Regions from separate parts of the Mus musculus genome. Here all the other regions are linked to region 1. Evidence: chromatin contacts called from public HiChIP or PLAC-seq, Micro-C and promoter capture Hi-C data. All regions are on one chromosome and are shown on one strand. The core of a region is the stretch at or near the end of the contact, and the rest is flanking DNA. Distances in the headings are between cores, read along the strand shown. Region 1 holds the start of Mal (myelin and lymphocyte protein, T cell differentiation protein). Region 2 holds the start of Stard7 (START domain containing 7). Region 3 holds the start of Astl (astacin-like metalloendopeptidase (M12 family)). Region 4 holds the start of Adra2b (adrenergic receptor, alpha 2b).

Region 1 (6,273 bases), core at 2,386-4,885:
CAAGTGGGTTGGATTACTGCTCCAGAACACTTTTGGTGTAAGAAGACAGTTGTCCCAACCCAGGCAAGTGGCTCCCTCTCTTTCTCAGTTTCTACCTGGACCTGCAAATGCAGGGTCTGGGATTCTACATCTCTTGGGCTCTGATGGGTTGACTGCTTGATGCACTCAGAAAACTGCTCCATCATTTCAGGACCCAATCAAGGCTCTGGTTCGTCCCCAGCCAGGCGAAAAACTAGGACTTGTCTAGTCATTTTCAGACAATAAAAAGTTCTACTTAATTCTGAAACTCACAAAAGCTATGATTTTAATAATTAACAGATCCGCTCAATGTAGGAGTCAATACTGCAAACCAATTCCGGATGGCCCCTCATCCTGCCTCCACCCCTAGATATGTACCTAACAAGTACCTGCTGCCACCAGGGACTGGCCCTGCCTCCTTCCCCATACGTCTGAGGTGTGCAGGGGTGTAGTAACAGCCACTTTTGGAATTCCTAGTACCTCTTTTTAAAAAGACAGTCTATGACTATGTAGCCCAGGCTGGCTTCAAGAATCATGACTCCTAATTGAGATTGTAGGTATGAACCATCACACCAGGCTCCCAGCACACTCTTCTCTAGGAAGTTTTGTCATGAACTTCTAGCCACTCTTGATGACAACCCACCTCTTGGGGAGGGCAGGGGGGTTGATGACTGCATTTCTGGCATGTCTGTTAGGTTCCACCAAGGGGGGGATTATTTCCTTTCCTATATGACTCCCTCAGCTGAGCATCATTTCACGGGTCCACTGCCCATTTGTATTTTCCATGAAGAAAGGAAAGGCTCAAGCCATTTGTTCACATTATAATTGTATTTTAGGCATTGAGTTATAATATTCTAGTTTAAGAAGACACCCCTGAGCTGGTCAGTGCTTCTTCCGGGCTTCTAACTTTCCGGCTTTCTATCAAAGCACATACTGTTTCATATGCATGGTCTATGCTGAGGAACACTTACCAGACCGAGTCTGCCTTCTCCCTGCTCCCCAGGCAGAAAGCCAGCCCTAATCTCTCCAGGAAGAAACAGTCAAAGATGGCAAGTGAGCCATGGAAGGTCTCTGGAGAAAGTGACAGATGTGGGAGGTGGGCAGACAGAAGGTGGCTGAGGTAGAAGGGACACATTTTTTAAAACACAAAGGGACAGATTCTGGTCAAGAGGGGACCCTAGAGACCCCTGCTACCACACACGGGACTGGAGAGCACACCGGTGTGGGGCATTTTCACTAAACAAATAATGCTGAGATTTTTCCATACCAAGAGACTCTCTTCACGGGGATGGTGGGGTCCTCCTGCCCTCTCTATGGATTTGATTGTCCTGCCTGTTCCTATCCTCAGAACTAGCCTTTCTGTCATACTGAATAACTAAAAAAGTGGGAGAATAACTAAAAAAGCGGCTGTGGACCTGCCATCACCAGAGCTCCCCTGCCCTTGTGTGTGTGTGTGTGTGTGTGTGTGTCTACAATCAAAGTTTTCGCAAAGAAGCATGAAGCCCAACTGCCACTTTATCTCATGACTTGGTACGGTGTTCTCCAAGGAGCCAACAGCAGTTTCTCGAGACTAAGATTTTTTTCTCCCTTAAAAACCTCTGTGCCCCACCACACCTCAGGTGCAATCTTGCTCTCTTTTGATCAGACCTCTGTAAGTTCCTCTTTGTAAAATTTTGAGGAGCCGCCCATGACTTAGTCCCAGGTCCTGGATACCATCTGCTCATTTCTAGAAACCCAATAATGGGCAGACATAGGTTAAGAGATGACAAAGACAAGAATGCTCCTCCCCACCCCCTGGCACCCAGTAGGTGCTTTCTCATATGGGCCAGATGCCTGTGTCAACTACATTAAGTTGGCACTGTTCCAAGGTTTGCTTGGCAGTCCTGAGCCTAGAAGGAACTCTATGAGATTGGAAGGCTTGCTAAAGACCTGGATGACCTTGGCAAGTCCAACCCTGTTCTGGGCATTGGCTGTTCCTATTTGTAAGCTAGCGGTGTGCAGGGTTTCTTATGTTAATTCCATAGCCTGGGCCGTGATTGTGCCTGGGGTGTGAAATCACTTTAGAAATACCCACGTTTGGGTTCAACTCAATATTCATCTCAATTTCAGTGACATCCCCTTGATGATGGATCCTACTGTTCTTGGTGTCCACAGCCTCCTTTGCTAGCCATCCAGTTAGCTGGGATCCAGTTGTTAAAATCACCTACACTTTTTTTCTCCAAGTTATTACTCCACACAAAGACCTCTGCGTGGTGGGAGCACAGGAAATGTTGTCTCCACACCCACAGAATTGAACAAACACCCTCCTGTCCAGGTAAGTGCTAAAGGACCCTGGGGACTAGAAACTGAAGTAGCTCTGAAGCCTGGCTGGAGCTCACAATAGGAAAGTTTCTCGAAGCTAGTGGGTCGGTTCTACAGTGTAAGGCTAATAGAACCCAGCCCAGGCGCAGAGTCAGCCCAAGGTCAGCCAAGGCAGGCGACAAAATTCACCTGTCTTCCCTGACTCCTCCCTCCCCTCACACAGGGCTTGGGGACCGCGGCCCAGCAAAGCACAGCCACTGTTTTTCAAAATTGGCACAGAGGCATTTCCTTCCCAGAAACTTCAAAGGGCCTGAAAAAGGCTGGCTACTCTTGATCTCCAAATCTCTGTCGCCAGCATGGAAGGGTTCTTTAGCTGGGTTTGTTTACTCAGGAGGACTCTCAGTGGTACCTTGTAAGGAAGCTGCGCTCGGATAGGAGCTAAACTCTAGGAAGAGGTTTTTCTGCACCTGCCTGGGAAATCGGTCCGCTAATTTAGAAAGGAGCAGACCACGGAGAGATGGGGAAAACTTTCCCGATTTTAGTTCCCTCCTGTGACTGGGGACAGAGCTGCAGAGCTCCCCCCCCCCCCAACCCCTCCACCCCACCCCCAGCAACTCAACCCACCCGGTCCCTTTCCCAGAGCAGGGCGCGTTATCACTCACAAACTCACAAACGAAGAGCAAGTCAGGGAAGGTGGTGAAGACCGAGAAGCCACTGGGCAGGGTGCTGCCACCCGAAGCCGCTGCCGGAGCCATGCCTGCGAGCTGGCGTCGGCCTTGGGACTGGACACGCTCGCCTCCGGCTCCGCACTGACCACTCGCTCCCTCCGGAGAGCCCAGTGGCCGCGGCGCCCTCCCGCGCGGGTTAAAAGCTGAAAAGCCAGGGTCAGAGGAGGGCGGAGCTCCGGCCACCCGCCCCGCCCGGGTCTACTGCCCTAGAGGACAAGGCTGAATCGCCTCTGGCGCCGCCCTGAAACCCGACGGAGTGCTCTCTGAAGATCTGCAGGACTGGGTTGGGAATCTGTACGCTCCTGACCTAACCCTAGTTGCCACCTGCCTGAGGGCAGTGGATGGAGCGGCTCGCGCGCTGCACTTCCCTGTGTTGCGCGCCACGCAGGTGATCACTATTCATCAATAACCTATCGGAGACTTCCCCACTTTGACATCCATTCCCTTTAACTCTAGTCGTGTCTCCAGTCTTCCGCTGGGTGTGTTAATGTGCAGCCTTCACATCCAAGCTCCCGGAGGGCACATTTCGATCTCACCGGCAGGCTGGGGGTTCTAGGGGCAACAGCAAGGCTCGTCAGGGAAACTATATGCCAGCAGGAGGGAAGGAAGTGACTCTAAGGAGAACGAATCTGAGAGGCTGTCTGGCGGCGGCGGTGGTGATGGGACAAGTTGCATTCCTGGGGCAGATATTGCCAGGGGAGATTCCCTCAGTTCTGGAGATGGGGCAGTTCTCCCCCATCCCGTGTCCTTTGACTCTATGGACTGCTGAGTCGTTTCTGGGGATTTACTCTTCTTGTACCACAACTTTACGTTTTATTTTTGCCTTTATTTTTAAACAAGTATCACACTCCAGTAACTGCCATTTAAATCACACCAATCCTTTTTTTTTTTCTTTTTAAATTACATACGGTAAGGCTAAACTCTGTTCTAGCTGAAAGGGAAATGGCCTTTCTCAACCTCCAGCTCAGATTCTGAACTTGACCTCCACCTACCCCAGTTGCCACTACTGTTCAGGGTCTTGTGTGTATAGGGTCCCTCCCACTTTCCCTCTGCACAGCCTTATTCCATTCCCTACAAGAAGTACATTTCTGGGCATATTTTTCAAAAGCAAGACTCCATGCCCATGAATTTGCTGATGAGAGCAACCGCTTATGAGAAAGGACCAGAGGTTTGAAGTGGGAAGATGCTCTGTTCTATTGTGAGCCTCTCCACGCTGTCAGCTTTGGATACCTGTGAGTGCCTCCGCCAAATATCCAGCTCCCCAGGTCAAGGCCTCTAGATAAGATGAGCTGTGAGATCCTCAGGGCCCCTTCCCCTATTCCCTCACCCTGGGCAGCTTACAACTTGGTAGCCCTGCTGGATCCTGAGAGTGTCTCTTCCTTCTAAGGAGATATTTAGTGGAGGCAAACCCAAGCAAACTGGCCACAGAAAGCCACCACCAGCCGGATATAAGATGACCAACTAGCAAATCCAGTTGAAGTTGGTTAGCAATTTCTAAGGGCGTGCATACTAACTATAAAAGCCCACAAAGGTGCTGTTGACTCTACAATGTCTTTGCCTGGCTTTGAGTGTCCCTGGTTTTGCTTATTTCAAACCTTTGTGGCTAAGGCCTTAACATTTGGGCTAATGACTTAAGGGGAAAGTACTGGTGCACTCAGGAAGGCTTGGCAGTTCCAATTCCCACAGGATAAAGTGGGGGAGGCTCTAAGTCCAGAGGGAGGATTAGCTGGTCATCTTGGCCAACGTCAAGGAAATCTGCCTCCCCATCCCTGTCTTGGTGACCCTCCCATCTCACCTGGAACCCTTTGCTCGATGCTCACCTTCCTGACCATAGTTTACCCAAATCTATCTGTCATCTTCTTCCTCAGTGAGACTGCCCCAAGTGTTAGCCAAGGATTGAGAGTAAGGACCAGGGGGACTCAGCTTTGTCTGCGCCTAGCAACAAAGGAAGCATGAGAATGACTCCATCTGGATATAGAGCGCCCTGGCTGTGTAGACGGGTCTGGTTTCACTTTCAGCTGAGCATCCCCAGGCTACACTGGGCCACTTGCTAATGATCCAGATGGCTCATATTTATAAAAATCTAGGGTCATAGTTAGGGTTCTAGAAAGATATAGACAAGCCGGGCGTGGTGGCACACGCCTTTAATCCCAGCACTTGGGAGGCAGAGGCAGGCGGATTTCTGAGTTCGAGGCCATCCTGGTCTACAAAGTGAGTTCCAGGACAGCCAAGGATACACAGAGAAACCCTGTCTTAAAAGCCAAAAAAACAAACAAACAAAAATAAATAAAAAACAACAACAACAAAAAAGATATAGACGATGAGGAGCTCTAGTCAATAATCCACTACAGTGCCCTCAAGTCTTCCTAGAAGCACACGAGTGCCTAGGGTCTAAGGTGGGTCTGGGCCTTTTGTTAAACTGTATGGTAGCCTATGATATCTTTCTCCAAGGTAGGAACTGAGTCAGGAAAAAGTCACTTCCTCTCTCTCTCTCTCTCTCTCTCTCTCATGCAAAGGGCAGGAGAGAACGGGTTTAGGGAGAGAGACATGGTCAGAAAAGTATTTGTGGAGTAGGAACTGCCAACAAACAATAGCAGGTACAATTTGGTTTCGGGGTTTCAAGTAAGGTAACTACCAGTTTACTGATGGCTCAGAAGGGAAAGGCCCTTCTGAGTCTGCAGAGTAGTGTTCAGCATTCAACCAGACTGATGCTGTCCTGTAAAGCTTTAGGAACTTGTGATCAATGCTCCCAAAAGACCACCCCCAGTCTCCCAAATTCAGTCTTAGTGGTCATCTCAGACATGGCCCTGGGCACTTGTTCCTTGAGGCACCCCACCCACTAGTGGGGCTTTGGACCTTTCAATTTCCATCTTAGGAGCTCAAGGAAGTTGGTGGCGGGGGGGGGGGGCGGGGGGGAGAAGATGGGGTGGGGCATCGTGCTCACACGGATAGAGAAGCTTTTTGCAGGTCTGAAATTAGAGAGCTACCTTGGGTGAGCCCTTAACCCAAGGGACTTTATTTATCATCAGTTGCCCACAGCTACAGGTTTCACTGCATGGTGTGAAGGTTGAAGGCCCCTGCTGGGTGGATGGCTTAAGGGCTGTCCCAGCATCCTTGGCCTTGGAGATGAGGAGAGCTGGCAGGCATTATCATCCAGCATGACAGCAGACACTCAGCTTGGATGATATTTCTTAATATCCAGAGCTGTCTTATATACCATTACCCT
Region 2 (6,273 bases), core at 2,439-4,938, 390 kb before region 1:
ACTAAAAAAGAGGCACACTGCCTAGTAAGTTTGGATTTGGAGATAGCATACACTTCATTGGATTCTTTGATTCATTTTCTTTTTTTTTTTTTTTTTTTTTTTTTTTTAAAGATTTATTTATTTATTATATGTAAGTACACTGTAGCTGTCTTTAGACACTCCAGAAGAGGGCATCAGATCTTGTTACAGATGGTTGTGAGCCACCATGTGGTTGCTGGGATTTGAACTCCAGACCTTCAGAAGAGCAGTCGGGTGCTCTTACCCACTGAGCCATCTCACCAGCCCCTGATTCATTTTCTGAACACTCAACAAGTTATGGTTCTGAGTAGGTCCCCAAACAGAAGGTGGCATTCTCAAAAGTCTGCCTGCCCAGCAAGCCACCTGGTCACTACTATTTCATATGCATGTGTGTTTTACCTGCAGGTATGTATGTGTACCGTGTGCATGCCTGCTCCCCAAGGAAGCCAGAGGAGGGTGTCAGATCCCCTGGATAGGGGTGACAGGTGTGAGCTACCATGTGGGTGCTGGGAACTGAACCTGGAAGAGCAGCCTGTGCTTTTATTTGCTGAGCCCCTCTCCAGCCTCTCACTTTGTGACTGTTTAATTTTGTGTGTCTGTATGAGAATATGCCACATGTATACGAGTGCCCCAGAAACCATCAGATGGCATTAGATCTCCTGGAGCTGGAGTTACAGGTTGTAAGCCGCCTAATATGGTGAAAATGAACTCTGGAAGACCAGCAAGCATTCTTTTTTTTTGGGAGGGGGGAGTGTTTGTTTCTGTTTTTTGGTTTTTTCAAGACAGGGTTTCTCTGTATAGTCCTGGCTGTCCTGGAACTCACGCTGTAGACCAGGCTGGCCTTGAACTCAGAAATCCGCCTGCCTCTGCCTCCCACGTGCTGGGATTAAAGGTGTGCGCCACCATCACCTGGCAAATTATCCAGTCTTAATGAAGCCCTCGATGCTATGTTCTAGAGGTAAATACACTCATGATTTGCTAGTTGCAGTTTCTGTGTTCTGACCTCAACTGTAAAAATCTTGACTCCTCATAACACTCTATTTTCCTAGAAAACATCAAAGCTGATGATGTGGGAGGTTTTCAGAGAAGACAACTATGTCCTTCCAGAAGACAATTCCTACATCCTGCTTTATAAGGCAGATAGCATCCCCAAACCATTCACAGGTTTGGGGTTGGCACAGACCTCACTGGCTCGGGAAGCAGTTAGCAGTGAAGTACAACCCTCTCATTGCTCAAGAGGCCGGTACTATTTCCTATTGCTTACACATTTCTCTCAAGAAGAAATAAACACATTATCAATCTCTACTCTAAATTCTGCCTGGATGGAGCAGGAGAAGCCTAAATTTCAGTCACCAGAAATTATCCTTCCCTTTGAACCTTTGGAGAAAAATTTGTTTTAGTACAAATATCTAAGATGGCACACAATAGTGAGGGTATCCGTAAAATTCTAAATCCTCTGTAAGGAAGTTTCTTGCTGACAGGCAGGGAGAGACTGCTGCCTCCCACTGGCAGCAGAGTAGACTAGAAAGGTCCTTCTAGGCAGCTTAGAGAGTAGACTTTGTTCACTGTCCCATTCAATTCTCAGCTTCTAGGCGGTGCTCTCCAAACGCTTTGCTTTGCATCTTTTGCAGCAGGGTCTCCCTGTATCCCAGAATGGCCGAGGACAGGAAGCAGTCCTCCTGAGTGCTGGGGTTGGTTACAGGCAGGAGCCACCACACCAGACCTCTCTGATATTTTAAAGCTCGTTCTGTGTGAAAAGGCATGAGTGGGCACTGCAGGAATGTGCCCAGCTCCAGATGGAATGGCAAGTCTCTCCAGTATAATTATGCACAAGTCCCCCTCCCCAGCCCCAGTTTCCTTGTTTGAAGAAACTGCTTTGGGAGCTGTCTGCAGGTTCTCCTTGTTAGAAACGCTTAGGGTCAAAAAGAAAAAGACTGCCACTCCAATTGAAGTGTCTAGACAAGGCAACCTAGGAAGTGCACTTGGTTTTTCTTCTAACTCAGATGGTAGCTGTGTCTTTTCCCATCGGCTGAGGGCCAAGCTCACGATCTTGCTTTGTACACCAGACTGTCCTCATACTCACAGAGAGCCAATCTGCCTTTGCCTCTGGAGTGCTGGTTAGGTTTGTGCCACCATGCCCTGCTAAGATTCTTAAGTTAAAAAAAAAAAAAAGAAAGAAAGAATTTACTGTAAAGCTTCTTGTGTTAATAGCAAACATGGGAAGAGTAAGACCACTGACCCAAATCAGCATGGTTAAATTAATTCATGTATGAGGGCTGCCTCCCTCTAAGGTGGGGTTCCAGAGATCAGCCTTGGATGTGAGGAAGACAAGGCTTTTATAGGTCAGTGGTAGGGAGTTTCCAAACGGGGGATTTGGTGGGTAAAATGGGCCGGGTCACAGAGGCACACTGTAAGCATAACAAGTTAGTTTTACAAGGGTCCCTAAAACAAAGGCACGGTTGCAAGGTAGGCCTAACAAGGTAGTCATAGGTGGTTGTATAGCCTTTTGAAATAGAGGTAGGGTTGCAAGATGGTTATACACAACTTTTAAAAAACAAAGAAATGACTACGATTCTAGGAAGAGACAGTACAGAACTATTTGTGGTTAAGGTTATAGGTGGGGCATAGCTCAATCCTTGAGAAACAGGTTTAATCATAAAAAGGAGTGAACTGGCTTGTCTTTACTATCTGTAAGATGACTTTTAAGACTAAAATGGAGGCAGACTGATTCTTCACTTAAGGGGCAGCTATTATTTCCATCTTATAACTGGACAGAGAATTTTTATTTATTTATTTATTTATTTATTTGAGACACACTGTTGCTCAGGCTGGCAATTTTATTTATTTATTTATTTATTTATTTATTTATTTATTTGAGACACACTGTTGCTCAGGCTGGCAATTTTATTTATTTATTTATTTATTTATTTATTTGAGACACACTGTTGCTCAGGCTGGCAATGCTCCTGCCTCAGCCTCTGGAGTGCTGGGATTACAGACATGAGCCACCAGGCCCTGGCTTAGAATACTGATGTATCCTGAGACTCCATGTAGTAACCATTAGGTTACATACACGTGGCCAGACAGGTTTTGGGAAACCTGGTTACTCTCCTACCTTGTTGCCTCCTCCGAGTCAGAGACTGCTCAGGCCTAACGCATTTTCAGAGAGCAACGGGTCACCCGCCCTCGAGTTCTCTGCAAGGTGTTCTTCGGCCCTAAGGATGGACCACCCGTACTCTCTCGGAGCCGGAACCCAGAACCGCGTCCCTGCCGCAGATACTTAGGAGGGCTCGGGGAATCAGGGCAAGGGGGACCAAGGAAGCTGCCCCTGGGCTGTGATAGGTGCGGGGTCACGTAGGGCGTGCACCGCCCCTCCCGGGACTGTAGAGAACAGGGAAACAGGCCGGGCCTCTCAGGACAACGGAACGCCACCGCACCTGACCGTGCCTCTCCTCCGGACCGGGTGAGACGTCCCTAAATGGCTGCACCGCCGGGTCCGAGGGTCACTCTCCAGGCGCCCTTGACAGGCCCTCCCGCCACGCCACCTAGCTTGCTACCAGGCAGCCCGGAGCAAGGGCGGAGGAGCACTTTGGCTTAGCCAATGAGCGCCCAGGGTTCTGAGATGCGCCCAATCAGAGTGCGGGCAGGACAAACAGGTTAGGTTGCGCGCACTCGGCGCGAGAGGCGGACACAGGCGCACGGGACCGCTTCTGCTGTGGCCTGGGACGGCCACCGCTTTGCTTCCCGCGCCCTGGCCGCGGGGGCCCCGCGAGTTCCCGCCGTACACACAGACGGGCGGGCTGTCGGGACCGAGAGGGCCTCGTGCAACGGCGCTCTCCTCGGAAGCCACGCTACCTCAGCCGCTTCTGCAAAAAGGCATGAGGGACGGCTCCTGGCTTCTGGAGCGTGAGGTGGCCTCGGGGTCAACCCGTTAAGGGGACTGCGCGGACGGCCCGGCCTGCCTTCCCCCAGCCCTTCCTCTCCGGGGCCCCGCGGCAGGCGCGGGAATCCACAGAGGCCGACATGTTCCCGAGGAGGCCACCGGCCACCCTGGCCGCCTGGCTGGCGGGCGCGCGGGGCGGGGGCCTGCTGTCCGCGCTGGCCAATCAGTGCCGCTTCGTGACGGGCCTGCGCGTGCGGCGAGCGCAGCAGATCGCGCAGCTCTACGGCCGCCTGTATTCCGAGAGCTCGCGCTGCGCCCTGCTCGGACGCTTCTGGCGCCGGCTGCGAGGCCGCCCCGGCCATGCCTCTGTTTTGATGGCGGCGCTCTCCGGTGTTTTCGTATGGGACGAGGAGAGAATCCAGGAGGAGGAGTTGCAGAGGTGAGCCTCTTGGCTGCAGTTGGCGTCCCTGTTCCGTAGAGAAGGGTGGGCCTGGGCGGGAGGTTGGTGGGCACCTTGGGGCTTGAGCTGTTGACAGTGCCCAGTTTGCCCAGTGGTCTTTTGAGTACGATGCAATAGATTGAACCCATTTTAGCACCCCGTGTTACTGCCCCCATGCCTGTTAAATCCACTTGTCAGGTTAAAAATAACCACAAGAGAGACGACTTCGAATGGGTAGTATGACACTAAAGAAAATACTCCAAAACCAAATTAGATATCTGAGGTATACAGGTGATTTTTCGGGTAATCAGTGTACCCAGAAAAGTGCAAATTCAAAATAGGGCTTAAAATAAGCCCAAGGGTGTGTGTGTGTGTGTGTGTGTGTGTGTGTGTGTGTGTGTGTGATGTAGCATGCCATTTATAAAATGACTGCGATCCAGATGGAACTCGGGCTTTGCGCGGACAGCCCACTGTCATTGTGACTTGTGTCTTGGCACATTCAAGAAGCTGGGAGGGATTTTGTCTGTTTGCACAAAGCAATGGCCTGGATATTCTAACCAGTAAGAGTTAGGTTAGGTTTTTTTTGTTTGTTTGTTTTGTTTTTACTGTTTTAGAACTCTTCGAATACTGTACCATTATGTTTTGTCTGTGGAAAAGCCCATTGGCATTGATTTATTTTTGTTAACCTGTAGTTCTGAGACTTTATAACTTTTAGATAGATAATCTTTAAAGGAAAGTGCTTTTACATTACATTTCTATATTCCTTTTAAACAGTCTCAAATTGTGCTCCTTACCCCTCCACCTAACACCCTCCATTCTAAACCGTAGTTTCAGTAACCAACACCAGCTTCTTCTAGATATTTCTTAAGGAGAGAACCTGTTTTACTTTTTTTTGTTTTTGATCTTAACGTTACAAATGAGAGCAGAGCTGAGCATGGTGGCTCATACCTTAAACCTACCTACCTCATACCTTTGGGAAGTAGAAGGAGGCAGAGTTCAAGGCCAGCCCGGTCTACAAAGAGAGTTTCAGGACTACACAGAGAAATCCTGTATTGAAAAACAAACAACGCCTGGCAGTGGTACCAAAAACAAACAAACAAACAAACAAACAAAAAACAACAAAAAAAGTCTTCTTTTTTTTCTGCGGCCATACTACCCTCAACACCCTCGACCTTGTTAAAAGCCATTTTTCTTTCTTTTTTTTTTTTTAAAGTTTTATTTATTATTATATGTAAGTACACTGTAGCTGTCTTCAGACACACCAGAAGAGGGAGTCAGATCTTGTTAGGGATGGTTGTGAGCCACCATGTGTTGCTGGGATTTGAACTCTGGACCTTCAGAAGAGCAGTCGGGTGCTCTTACCCACTGAGCCATCTCACCAGCCCCGCCATTTTTCTTACTAGGAAGATAGTCCCAATTATTTTTTCTAGCATGAGACTAGTTTTCAAATCAGTATTGCACAATTTGAAACTTACCATATGGATATTAATAGCAAATAGGTCACAATATAAACATTACTCTATTCTCAGTTTTTTTGTTTGTTTGTTTGTTTTTGTTTTTTCGAGACAGGGTTTCTCTGTGTAGCCCTGGCTGTCCTGGAACTCACACTGTAGACCAGGCTGGCCTCGAACTCAGAAATCCACCTGCCTCTGCCTCCCAGGTGCTGGGATTAAAGGCATGCGCCACCACTTCCAGCAAAAGAAGACTTTTTAAAACAACATTTTAAAGTCATAATCACAGGCAGTCCTGTGTACGCAAACGTTAAAGCATGAAAGCTGTTTGGTAATTTTTCCCCCCCCCCAGAGCTGAGGACCGAACCCAGGGCCTTGTGCTTGCTAGGCAAGCGCTCTACCACTGGGCTAAATCCCCAACCCCTGTTTGGTAATTCATAGTGTTCTTTTCTGTTCAGTATTTTGTGCTCCCTCTCCCCTCA
Region 3 (6,273 bases), core at 1,732-4,231, 320 kb before region 1:
CCCTGGATGAAGGGTGCATAACCTACCCCTGGCGCCCATTTTCTCTGCTCTGGGTAAAGCACTCAAGAGCTAGGGTTGTTCTGAGCCTTCCTCAGGAATTGTATCAGTTTTTTTTTTTTAATGAATTATTTGGAAATCTCACATCAAGCACCCTGATTGTGCTCACCTCCCAGTTTTCCCACATCTGCTCCCTCCCCTCCCCAGGATGTTCTGCCCCCCCAAAAGGAAAAGGTAAGTCCATTTTGTTTTGTCCATATATTCACTGGAACATGGTTGAATTCTTAGTGGCCCACAGGGAGGAGGAGGAGGAGTCTTTCTTAGCCTTTCTCCATACCAGAAGCCATCAACTGAGGAAGAGCCAGTGAGGGGCGGGGCCAGCTCTCCCACACCCACACCCACAGACTTTAACGTGTTTTCAGGCAGCCTGCCTTAGTGGTAACCACAGGCATCAAGTGGGCTGGCCATATCAGAGCCACTAACCTATTCATGGCTCACAGCAGCTGTCCCTGGGCAGGTGCTACAACATGGCCTCAGGTGGCTACAAATGCCGCTCGCAACAACATGCTTCCACCTGAGCCCCCCTCCCCACCCACCCCAGGCAGCAAAGCCCAGGGACGTCAAATCATTAGTCAGAGGCACAGACTTGCATCTCCATCCTGGGGCAGCAACATGGACTATAGATACCAACATGACTTCCTGAACCTTTAAGGTGGTCTAATCCAGAAAGCAAACCTTTCTTCATCTTGGGCTTCCATGGTTGCTCAGAGCTAGCGGGATTTCAAGGCCAGGCAGAAGGTCTGGGGAGCTGAGTCTGCATCAGCATAAGCTCCAGGCTGCCATTCTGCCAACCTTCCTGGGCAATGACAGCGTGTCCACCAGCCCTCTCTCATCCGTCACCACCATCAATCACATCTCCAGTTTCGCCTTTCTCCGTAGCACACACACACTGCTTAGTTTTTCTATGTTCCCCACTATTCATCTTATATCTGTTTATTGTACTGGTGCCCGCCTGTACCAGGCCATGAGGCAGGCAACCCTACCAGTTTCTATTGGGACCTGTGGACTTGATGCCCAGCTCAGGGTGGACACCTGCGTCCCAGAGTCATTAACCTTTCATTATCTTATACATAGCATGGCTGGTTGCTGGCGGTCCCATTAGACCTATTCCTTGCCCTTCTGTGTTTCTAACATCTTACCTGCCTAGCAAATGGCCTTTCTTTCTTTCCTCTCCTCCCTCTCTTCCTTCCTTTCCTTTTTTAAGACAGTCTTACTATGTGGCCTTGATTTGTCTGGAACTGAATATGTAGACCAAATTGACCTCAAACTCACAAGAGATCCACCTACCTTTGCCTCCCAAATACTGTGTATGAGATTTTCCACTAATGTGATGATAATGATTTTAGTAAGCACATTTAAGTAGTTAGGTCATTGTTTTAAATATATTTTTGAGATGGCCCCTCACTATGTAGCCCAGGCTAATTTTCAATCGGTTCTACGGGATTTCAGGTGTGAACCACCATGACAACTCATGTCGTCGTTTTCTTCTTCTTCTTCTTCTTCTTCTTCTTCTTCTTCTTCTTCTTCTTCTTCTTCTTCTTCTTCTTCTTCTTCTTCTTCTGTTTTTCAAGACAGGGTTTCTCTGTGTAGCCCTGGCTGTACTGGAACTCACTTTGTAGACCAAGCTGGCCTCAAACTCAGAAATCCTCCTGCCTCTGCCTCCCACATCCTGGGATTAAAGGGGTGCGCCACCACCCCTGGCATCTTCTTTTTTAATGGGAAAAAAATGGAGTGTTTAAGGTACTTGACAAGCTTTGACATATATAAGCACTGTGAAGGAATGAGTCTGCTGGTCAAGATAATTAGCATATCCATCGGATTCCTGGAAACCAGTCTAGATTCTGCTCAGGCATCAGCAGCATCTGCTTTTATTATAGCCCCTCTGTCTGGCTCTAGCTTCTACTTCTTGAGAGATGTTTGCCCCAGGCTCAGCAAGAATGCCAACAGGTCCTTGTGGAGCTCTGGCTTTCCTTTACTGAACATGGGGGTGGACTTGGTATGTTCCAGGCTGTCCATCCAGGCCGGGTCTCTGGATGGCAGGATGTAAAGGAAGAAAGTCTGGGAGCTTTGTATTTTGAATTAGTGAAATGGGAAGGGGCCCTGGCCGATCATGTCAGTGGGCAGTGGCATTGGAAGGACCACAGTCATATGAGCGTCTAAGAGTTCAAAAGTGTCCCCTCTGCAGTGGGGGGCGTCTCTGGGTGCTGATGATGCTGGTGTTCAGTGTGAAGTTTCTCAGAGTCTTGCAACCTGTGTACTTTCCTATATGGCTTCTGAAATAAAAGCTTATAGCTGGGCATAGTGACACATGCCTTTAATCCCAGCACTCAGGAGGTAGACACAGGCAGCAGGCAGATCTCTCTGAGTTTGAGGCCAGCCTGGTCTACATACTGAGTTCCAGGACAGCCAAAGCTACTTAATGAGACCCTTTCTCGTATAAATAGAGGAGGGGAGGGGGGAGGGGAGAGATTATACGGGTATGGTGACCACATAGGGAGAGGTGCCTTGAGTTTCCCAGCAGATTTTCTGGGTCTGAACCCTCCGGTAGTTGGTGGAACAGGAAAAGGAAAGCCCCCTTTTAGTGACTGGATCTCAATCCAAGTCATGAACTACATGAGGCTGCAATGCTTCTCTGCCCTCTGGTGGCAGGAGGGGGAATCTCAGGGAAGCTACCCTGCTCAAGGGTATCCTAAGGATTTGTTTTGTGTCCCCGGCCCACTTTTTACCCACTTCAGCCAAGATGGATGGGACTATGGTCCAGAAGGCTCAGGCTGGGGACAGGGGTAGAGTCCTCTGGTAAGACTGGGCAGGTCTTCAGGTGATAGTTGTTGGGAGGAACTGCAGGTGGAGGTGGTTGGGAGGCTGCAGGTGTGGGCTGGAGAAGCCCCTATTAAAGGGGGTGGATGGTAGAGTCCCTGAGTTAAGGAGGCCTTTCCCTGCCACATTTCTGTGTGTTGCTTGCCAAGAGGGCAGTGAGGACCCACCATGGGTATCATGGGAAGCCTGTGGCCTTGGATATTAACTATGCTCTCCTTGCTAGGTAAGCTGGCTCCAGTCTCTGGGACATTGGGAAGAGGCCAGAGGCTGCAGCTGTGGCTTAAGATAATCTTAACTTAGTTTCACAGCTCCAACATGGCGTTGTAGGGTTGTACCTATGAGTGAGCCCCTGGGAACCAAGGAGGAGGCCTCCTGATACTTGTAGGAGTAGAGAGGGCCCACCTAACAGCAGATTGCCAAGTGTCATACCATATACCTACTTGTTTTAAGGTAAGCCAGTTTCTAGCCTGGCTGGGGCAGCAGGCACTCAGCCTGAGTGGAGAGAAATGTTCAAGAGTAGGGTCTGAGGCCAGCCTTGATTCTGGTGCTGCCTGAAGATTTAAAGTCTACTGTGCCTCTTTTCTGCCTCATATTGGCTGCCCTAGCCTTTCTGAGCCAAGTGTTAGTCCCTTAAAGGGATCTCCTTCACTGAAGGCATCTAGGCCTTGTCACCAGGTATGATGAGTGAGATAGCCAGGCAGGCTTCAGGAATGCATCCTGGGTGGCCTCTCCTGGAAGGGGCTGGATTTTGCTGCCTGCTGTCCCGGCTCACAGTGGAGTCCCGGGGGCATCTATATGTCTGCACTTGTCTTCCTGAGCCAGGTTTGAGCATGGGAGCACCCTCAGCATCCAGATGTTCTGGAGTCTGCAGTACCAGTGTTCCAGAAGGCTTCACTCCTGAGGGAAGCCCGGTATTTCAGGACAAGGACATCCCCGCAATTAACCAAGGTGAGAACACGGGGCCACACTCCAAAGCCATGCTGAATGTGGACATGCGGAAAAGATTGAGAGGAAATGTCCCCATGCATGCAGGGAAATCAAGTTTCATGAGGAAATGCTTGTCTGTTTTTCTGTATTCTTTTGCTGGTTAATATTTTTTATATGAGATACTGTAAATGTCTTTAGAATGATCTGATAAGAGCACTGGTGTTCTCTCGGCTTGGGACTTGAGTAAAATCATCAGTCGATATTTGAGAGCATGTCAATCTCTCTGTAAGTAGCGGTGTGTAAGCGTGACCTGGCCAAGTGGGGTGGATTGTTAAGGAACAAAGAAGTCTGTGGCTCAGGGCATCTTTGTCTGGGGATCTCGGACATGAGGAACACAGACGCATTGGGCTGAAGTTGTTGGCAATGGAAATGAATTCAGATCTTGGCGTCATCATGGGCTGAAATGTTGGCAGAACAGCGGTAATCTTGCTTTAGTGTAGATGGTGACTACTGCTCCCTTCATTCTCTGGTTAGAAGCTCAGATGGACCCAGTCCTCGGTCAGTCATATGGCTTCCCTGGCACTCGCTCTCAAAGTCACAGACTTTCCCATGCTCGGGCTCACAGTAGTTGCTAACAGCTGTCCCTGCCTAGCTGATGTCTTGTTCGTAAACACCACCAGCTGCAGCTGTGAATGACAGCTCTGAGGGCTAAGGCCACACAACTATACCAGATCCTGGAGAATGAGTGGCCTTTTAGATTTCAGGATGCAACCTTGATCAGATAATCCTGAGGCGACCTCTCCTACCTAAGAGGACTCACAAGAGGGTGGGTCTAGTCTGTGCCACCATCCGTAGTCAGAAGTTACGATGGGGATCCGGCAGTGCTCCTGTAGTCACTCCTCTCAAGCTTTCTGTGGCTTCCTTCACTGCCTCATGGGTCCCAAGATTTCTCTTCCCAGCAGTCAGCTGCAGGAGGCTCCCTGACAGGAAGATGAGAAACCAAAGCAGACTGAGACAAGAAGTATTCACCAACCTCAACTCCCTTCTGTGGTTGTGACTTGCAATTTCAGCTCCTAGCTACCTCAGATTATGGATAATAGAAACTAGGTGGTGGGTGGGAGCAAGGTAAGGCAGGAGAGACCAGGACATGTTCTGGGGAGTGTGGCTTGGGCTGGAGGGAGCCTGGATAGAAGAAGGACCTGCATCCGGAGAGCAGGGGGCCTGGAGTTGGGGTTGGCTCACACATGCTGAGGGAGTCATGGACTGCATTTAACCAGGGGAAGGATGAGAACAGGCCGAGAACCTCACACACACACACATTTGCAGGCTAGGACCCAGCAGGGGCTGCTGTACTTCCCCAAAGCCACACAGCCTTGGTGCTCACAGAAGTTTAGTCTCCAAGTAGAAGATATAGACACTGGCATTGCTGAGTCCATCCCAGCCTGTGTTCTGGAAGTCAAGGCTCACATACATCCCTCCTTCTTCCTTTCCCTCCCAGGGCTCATCTCAGAGGAGACCCCAGAAAGCAGCTTCCTGGTAGAAGGGGACATTATCCGGCCAGTGAGTACACACATGGGGTGTGAGCATCTTCAAGGCTATGACAGCGCTCAAAACCCTCTTCTAGCTGTCATGAGTGCTTGACAGTTGGGGGTCTATCTTTGGTTTGTATGGCTGGTTAGGTACCACTTTCAAGGTCATGAATATGATAATGATGACAGCTGAAATGACTACTCAGTCTGCTCAAGAGGGCTTCCTGGAAGAGGAAATTCAAACTCTGACTCCTCTTGTCACCTTGCCCAGGGAGAGTGCTTAGGAAGCACAAGGCTTGAGACATGGTGGTACAGGTCTTTAATCCCAGCACTTGGGAGGCAGAGGCAGGCGGATCTCCGAGTTTGAGGCCTCCTGGTCTATATAATGAGTTCCAGGACAGCCAGGGCTACACAGAGAAACCGTATCTTGAAAACCAGAAAAACAAAAACAGAGACATGAGCCCAGATTGACTTGTGTATGTGTGTGAGACCTGGGTGGCTGTCAAGATCCCCCTTAGGGAAACCAGAATAAGAAGTAACGTGGAGAGACCATCTTGCCTGTGGCTGGAGGGCTGAGTCGGAAGGGAGGAGGCTGGTAGGAATGGAAATGACTTATTTCAGAGAGAAGACACACTGTTCAGGAGAGGTAGTGCCATCATAGGTGGCAGAGGGCTGCTGAATGTGACAGTAGAAGTGGAAAGCAAGACTATTCTGCTTGTTCAGAGGTGATTGATGGCCCCTGAAGCTGGGCTAGAGTTCACAGGCTGGAGAGCTTAGGTTATCCAGTGGAGAAGTGAACACAGGTGCCTGGCATTTGAAACACGTAGAGCAGAATCAAATGTTGACCGCCAGAGGGACAGGGCCTTCTGATAGCCATGAAGCCTACACTGTAGAGTTCCTGCTAGTGGGAGATTGTAGAGAAGCACTGTGAGGCTGCCACTCC
Region 4 (6,273 bases), core at 1,205-3,704, 290 kb before region 1:
AGGTGTCCTGATGGAGGTGGGGATGTAATTCAACAAGTCCTTGGACCACACCCGAGTGTCAAAGGGCATATGGAGTTTGGAGCGTGAGCTGAGCCCACTGAGACTGAGAGTGTCTGGCTGAACAAACCCTGGGAAGGACTAATGATACACAGACTGGGACACTCCTGGGTTCTGGGACAGCTCCTGCTGCCCTCCTAGCTGCAGGATAGGAGAGCACCTCTCTTAAGTTGTGGTCATCTTGGGCTGACACCCGACTTGGTGAGTCCTGACACTTGGTAGATGTAGAGTTGCCCCTTCAGGGAAGAACAAGGTGAATGTTCGTCAGTGGGGCTTGGAGTAAGGTGGGATTAGGGGCAACCTTGGCTGCTCTTCCTGCAGGATCCTGGAGACCTGGCCCTTTAAGGAGAATGGGCCATAAAATATCCCATCTGACGTTGATCATCTGTGAAGTCTTCTCTCAGTTTGAGTGTGGCTGGAGGTTGCTTGGGACAAGTAGGGACTTGCCTCAGTGGCTACTTCTCAAGCTCCCACGACCACCCTCAGCCCTTTCTCAGTAAATGGGGCTACGAGGACTTCTTCATCACCTGTGGCTGTGGACTCAAGCCCTGTCCAACGTGATGGTCTGTAAGACCTGTCTCAAGACTACAGCCTCAAAGGGGCAGGTGAATGGCTGTCCTTTTCAAGCCTGGTCTACATGGCACCACCCTCTCTGGTTGTGACAGTCCCACCTAACTAGAGAGCTAGCTGCAGCTCGGCCTGAGGTGGGGAGGCATTGCTCAAAGTGTCCCCATGTGGCTAGGCATGGTGATCTGGAGACTGAGTTGAGGAAAGACTGGTCTGTGGGGACCCAACGGTCACATTTGAGATCTCACAGTGGTGGCCATGACAAGTCCAGTAGACTCACTGACTTGAGGTGAGATTTGGGAGTGGACTCCATCTTTAGGGATTCATATATATATATTTATGTAGTGCCCTTCAGAATTAGGAGCTGTAAATACAAGGCCTGGTTCTTTTCACACAAGCTGTGGAGAAACCTCCTTGAGGCTGGGGGTGGAGCAGGGCCCAGTTCAAAGTTTTTTTTTTTAAAGATTTATTATTTTTTTGTGTATGATTGTTTTTTTCTGCGTGTATTTATGTTTCACCTGTGCGCTTGGTGCCTGTGGCGTCAAGTGAGGTCATCAGATATCCTGGAACTAGAATTACATTCTGTTGTGAGCTGATGGAAAGGGGTTTGAAACTGAAATCGGGTCCTCTGCAAGAGCAAGCGCTCAGCACTCAAACTTGTTCTCCCACTGGATAGGCTGCATGAACATCTGGGGCGGCCAAGGCCGGCTCCTTTCTACACCTGAGCCACCCACATTGACTTTTTCTGAGCTATGGAGAGATCTCCTCACACCGCTCTGGAGGAGGGACCTCCTTTTCCGTTGGTCAAGAGGCTCCTCTCCAAACCTGCGCTTTGAGTCAAGCTGTTTCCCTCTTTAAGATTTGTTTTAAAGTATGGGTCTCTGTGTGGCTATGTTCAGGGGAGTGTAGGTGGAGGCCAGAGGCATACCATCCCTGAAACGGGAGTTACAGTTTTGAGCTACCTGTTGTGGCTGCTGGGAACCGAACACAGGTTCTCTACAAGAGGCACTCTTAACCACGGATCCATCTCTCCAGTTTTCCCTTCCTACTTTAACTTTTTTTTTGCCTTTAATGGAGAAAAAGGAAGCAGCAATAGGGTGGTTGAAGTCCACTAGTCGCTTCTCACCAAGGAGTAGTTAGTGTGTGTGTGTGTGTGTGTGTGTGTGTGTGTGTGTGTGTGTGTGTGTGTGTGTGTGTGTGTGTGTGTCTGGGACCTGCGAGGACATCGGCCCCTAGCCTCTTGCACTCAGATGGCAGCAGAGGGCGCTCGCAGCACAGAGACTCACTCATTGCACCTCGCAAGTCTGACCTAGACCTAGTGGTGTTTGGGTGGGGAAGCGTTAGGAAAGGGGATTTGGAACTCTCTCCCCACTTTGGTCCGGCCCCTAAGGTTCTCGGTTGCTGGGATGCTGGATGGAGGTGTGGCTTATTATGCTTAAGAGCTCAACACTCTCCTACACGCTTTTCTGTCGGGCTGCTGCAAGCGACAAAAGCAGTCTATCGATCTGGGTGCTCTGTCCTAGACTCGCAGACAGAAGGCAAGTGGACCCTTGGGACAGACCAGCTCCGGGTCTCAGCACGCACCGATTCTCTTCGGTACATACTCTTCCCAGAACGCCGACGACCCCAGACTCCCTGCTCTCTAGACTCGGCCGCGCAGCGGCGGGAAGGAGAAAGATGTTGGGGCCCGGGGCGAGTAAAAGATGTGCGTCGCAGGTCCATGTCCCGCAAAGCGCACCTTCCACCCACCCTGGTCGGATCGCCCGCCCCGCCTCCTTCCCTCCTCCAGCTCCCGCCCCCAATCTCCTCCCTCCTCCCGCGGTGCTGGCTCTCCTCCTCACGCCCCTGCGCGGAGGGCTGACTGCAGGCGCGGCTCCGGGAGAGAGCGCCTTTACCGAGAGCAGGGTGCGCTTCCCCAGTCGGTTCTGTGAGTCCTGCAGCTGTGCCGCACGACGGCGCGACTTTCCTCTGGTCCCGGGACGGCAGTGAGACAACTTGGAAAACTTCTCTGGGGCGGACTGCAGGGACGCCGGGCACCAGTGGCAGAGAACGTAAGAGAGCGATAGATGGTCCTGGGTGTCCCCGGACCTCCGGCCAGGCTACGGTGCTCCAGAGCCATCTGCACCGCCTGGGGGGACGGCCCCCAACAGTAGCGGAGCTAGGGTGGCGCTTTCTCCTGCGTACTGTGAGTTTGGCCAGCATCTTTCTCTCTGGACATGTCCGGCCCCGCCATGGTCCACCAGGAGCCCTACTCGGTGCAGGCCACCGCCGCCATCGCGTCGGCCATCACCTTTCTCATCCTCTTCACCATTTTCGGCAATGCGCTGGTAATTCTGGCTGTGTTGACCAGCCGCTCTCTCCGTGCACCACAAAACCTCTTCCTGGTGTCACTGGCAGCAGCCGACATCCTAGTGGCTACTCTTATCATCCCTTTCTCTCTGGCCAACGAGCTGCTGGGCTATTGGTACTTCTGGCGTGCGTGGTGCGAGGTCTACCTGGCGCTAGACGTGCTCTTCTGTACCTCCTCCATCGTGCACCTGTGTGCCATCAGTCTGGACAGATACTGGGCAGTGAGCCGAGCATTGGAGTACAACTCCAAGCGCACTCCACGCCGCATCAAATGCATCATCCTCACCGTGTGGCTCATTGCAGCCGTCATTTCTCTACCGCCCCTCATCTACAAGGGCGACCAGCGCCCAGAGCCCCACGGGCTCCCCCAGTGTGAGCTCAACCAAGAAGCCTGGTACATCTTGGCTTCCAGCATCGGATCTTTTTTTGCTCCCTGCCTCATCATGATTCTCGTCTACCTGCGAATCTATGTAATTGCCAAACGCAGCCACTGCAGAGGTCTCGGAGCTAAGAGGGGCTCTGGGGAGGGTGAGTCCAAGAAGCCCCATCCGGCCGCCGGGGGAGTTCCAGCCTCGGCTAAAGTGCCCACCCTGGTCTCTCCTCTATCTTCTGTCGGAGAGGCTAATGGACACCCCAAGCCTCCAAGGGAGAAGGAGGAGGGGGAGACCCCTGAAGATCCCGAAGCCAGGGCTTTGCCACCCAATTGGTCTGCCCTGCCCAGATCAGTCCAGGACCAGAAGAAGGGGACTAGTGGGGCAACTGCAGAGAAGGGAGCTGAAGAGGATGAAGAGGAGGTGGAAGAATGTGAACCCCAAACACTGCCAGCTTCTCCTGCCTCAGTATTCAACCCACCCTTGCAGCAGCCTCAGACTTCCCGGGTGCTGGCCACGCTACGTGGCCAGGTGCTTCTGAGCAAGAATGTGGGTGTGGCCAGTGGGCAGTGGTGGCGCCGTCGGACACAGCTGAGCCGAGAGAAGAGGTTCACCTTTGTGCTGGCGGTGGTCATTGGTGTTTTTGTGGTCTGTTGGTTTCCTTTCTTCTTCAGCTACAGCCTGGGGGCCATCTGCCCACAGCACTGCAAGGTACCCCATGGCCTCTTCCAGTTCTTCTTCTGGATTGGCTACTGCAACAGCTCTTTGAATCCTGTCATCTACACCATCTTCAACCAGGACTTCCGCCGTGCCTTTCGAAGGATCCTTTGCCGGCAGTGGACCCAGACTGGCTGGTGAGCCTGCCTGCTCCGGGCCAGTGCCAGGCAGGGTTAGTGCCAGGACCACCCGGTGGTAGTCTGCCACCTCCGCAGTCTATGTGACCATTTCCCTGGGGCCCATTTGCAGACCTCATCCTCAGACACCCCTGAAGGGGAAAGGACAAATGTGCTGTTCCCAGGGGCTCATTTGAAACCTTCCCTTGCTGACTGTACTGTGGGATACCTCTTCCCTGCTCTCTCTTCAGGAAGGGTAGCTTGGACCTTCTCGAACGTGGCCAAGGCTGATTAGAATACCTCCCTCCCAGCCACCTGTAAGCCAACAGGCAGGCTTCCCTTTCCTGGAGACCCCCTGTGCCTTGGCAGGCCACTTGTGGTGGTTTTCTTTCTTTCTCATCATATTCTTCTCTTCTCTTTTATTGTTCATTTCATTTCTTTTTTTTTTTTTTTTTTTTTTTTGAGACAGGGTCTCATGTAGCCCAGACCAGTCTCAGACTTGCTATGCAGCCTGAGGCTGATCTTAAGATTCTGCTTACCTCTCCAGCATGAGAAGTAACAATGCTCACCACCATACCTGGTTTACCTGATGCTGGGGAATGAAGTCGGGGCTTCAAGCATGCTAGGGAAACATCCAACCAACCGAGTTATATCCCCAGCCTTGATCTTCCTCATGCCTTTCAAAGAGCCGGAAGCCCATCTTCTACATTTCCCAGGAGGACCTGATGCTGAGAAAGAGGACAAAAGGAAGAGGATTCAGCCGTGCTGAGCACCTGTGGTTCTCCTTGGCTGTTGCGGTGGCTGGTTATGGTCTAGTGCTGGTTGCTGGGTTTTTTGTTTGTTTTGTTTTGTTTTGTTTTTAAGCTTTGTAGCGTCTTTAAGGCTAGAAGCATGGGTTGTTTTCTCACTCAGCATCCCTCTGGGAGGCAAGTGGGCACGTGGATGCCTCAGTGGAATGGTCTGGAATCCTGGCCTCGACCTCACTAAGGTCCTGATCACTGGCATTCAACCTCGCAGAGAGCAGGGTGACAATTGCCTGCCGCCTACTTGCAGCAGGGAGATGAAAGGCTTTGCAGAGAGCTTTGAGCTCCATGGGGGAAATGCGCTAGAGAGCCAGCAAATGTGATTATCTGGTGATATAAAAATCCCTTTCCTGTGTGTTTACCACTGTGAGCCTTCCTGTAGACTTTTGTTCTGTGCTTGGGGTGTGTGAATTCCTACCCCAAACTGGAAGTGGGTTGAGGTGCACGGAGTCACTCTTTCAAATTCCGGAATTTCTTTGAGAATGCTTTCTTGTGCCTGAAAAGGTTTGAGTTATTATGCTGTTGTCAGCTTCTCCATCTGTTACCTGTAACAGAGTTTTCAGTGGCTTGGCCCCAACCCCATTAGGGGATAAGCTCTTTGTCATTGAGCAGGCAAATCGTTTTCCTAAGCTAAAAATACTTACATCAAGGAAGCAGTCTGAGATGAGATCCTCAGGTGGGGTGCTGGGGCTAGAACAGGCAGCCAAGGCCCTGTGGACTCCTGGGATAGCCACCCTCTGTGGGGTCCCAGACAACTCTCTGAACCCCATGTAACACCTTTGGAGACAGAAGGAGACCCCAGCTCAGAAGGATGTCTCATTAGCTGTTACGAACCCTCATGGCGATACAGCTGTGCACTAGGGTGTCTCTACCTCCTGGTTGTCTCCCCGACTTAGAAATTGCTCCCCAGAGTGACTGGGGATGCATCTGGGCCTTCCCCACAAGCAGCCTGACTTCAGCTTTGGGCAATAGACCTCTTAGCCTCAGGGAAGGGGTAGATTGAGCCATGCAGGCTACAAGCTACACAGGCTATTAGCCCAGGGTGGGTTTATCAGATTTTGAAGGTGCTAAGGGAGTTTTCTCGGGTAAAGACAAAGATGGGTCCTAAATTGAATTCCTCTTGGAGAGGATGAATAGCTTGGTCCTTGGTTGGTTGCTGTTTCGAGGCTAGGACATTGATTTGGGGTGTGGCTGAGGGGTTGGTTTGGTTTTTTGTTTTTGTTTTTTGTTTGTTTGTTTGTTTTTGAGACAGGGTTTCTCTGTGTGACCCTGGTTACTCTGGAACTCACTCTT

Evidence for each region. Promoter capture Hi-C pulls out the DNA fragments that hold promoters and counts their contacts. Hi-C and Micro-C count contacts between places; a contact is called where the count stands out from the background. HiChIP or PLAC-seq counts read pairs in DNA pulled down with a chosen protein or histone mark.
Region 2: a contact with region 1 is called in an HNF4G HiChIP or PLAC-seq map of pancreatic cancer cells. The contact joins the promoter of Stard7 here to the promoter of Mal in region 1. A contact is called at or near these places in 1 of 39 promoter capture datasets (embryonic stem cells), 1 of 115 datasets of contacts at active chromatin or transcription factors (pancreatic cancer cells) and 1 of 9 other capture datasets (pancreatic islet).
Region 3: a contact with region 1 is called in a promoter capture Hi-C map of embryonic stem cells, with 2.6 times the contacts expected there. The contact joins the promoter of Astl here to the promoter of Mal in region 1. A contact is called at or near these places in 9 of 39 promoter capture datasets (the 3T3-L1 cell line, embryonic stem cells, erythroid cells and 3 more), 1 of 484 Hi-C or Micro-C datasets (embryonic stem cells), 1 of 115 datasets of contacts at active chromatin or transcription factors (bone marrow-derived macrophages) and 1 of 9 other capture datasets (embryonic stem cells).
Region 4: a Micro-C map of embryonic stem cells shows a contact between it and region 1, with 2.5 times the contacts expected there. The contact joins the promoter of Adra2b here to the promoter of Mal in region 1. A contact is called at or near these places in 4 of 39 promoter capture datasets (embryonic stem cells, hematopoietic stem and progenitor cells and stem cell-derived epiblast-like cells), 4 of 484 Hi-C or Micro-C datasets (embryonic stem cells and myocytes), 3 of 115 datasets of contacts at active chromatin or transcription factors (embryonic stem cells and pancreatic cancer cells) and 2 of 9 other capture datasets (adipose tissue and embryonic stem cells).

The regions. Positions count from the first base shown.
Region 1 is chr2:127,653,060-127,659,332 of GRCm38.p6, forward strand. Mal (myelin and lymphocyte protein, T cell differentiation protein) reads right to left here and starts at 3,636. Exons shown (of 4, transcript NM_010762.5): 1 at 2,982-3,636. The coding sequence starts at 3,074.
Region 2 is chr2:127,266,541-127,272,813 of GRCm38.p6, forward strand. Stard7 (START domain containing 7) reads left to right here and starts at 3,689. Exons shown (of 8, transcript NM_139308.2): 1 at 3,689-4,340. The coding sequence starts at 4,042.
Region 3 is chr2:127,338,655-127,344,927 of GRCm38.p6, forward strand. It overlaps Astl (astacin-like metalloendopeptidase (M12 family)), which reads left to right and starts at 2,982. Exons shown (of 9, transcript NM_001291003.1): 1 at 2,982-3,097; 2 at 3,697-3,822; 3 at 5,300-5,361. The coding sequence starts at 3,043.
Region 4 is chr2:127,360,725-127,366,997 of GRCm38.p6, forward strand. It overlaps Adra2b (adrenergic receptor, alpha 2b), which reads left to right and starts at 2,455. Exons shown (of 1, transcript NM_009633.4): 1 at 2,455-6,273. The coding sequence starts at 2,856. The coding sequence ends at 4,202.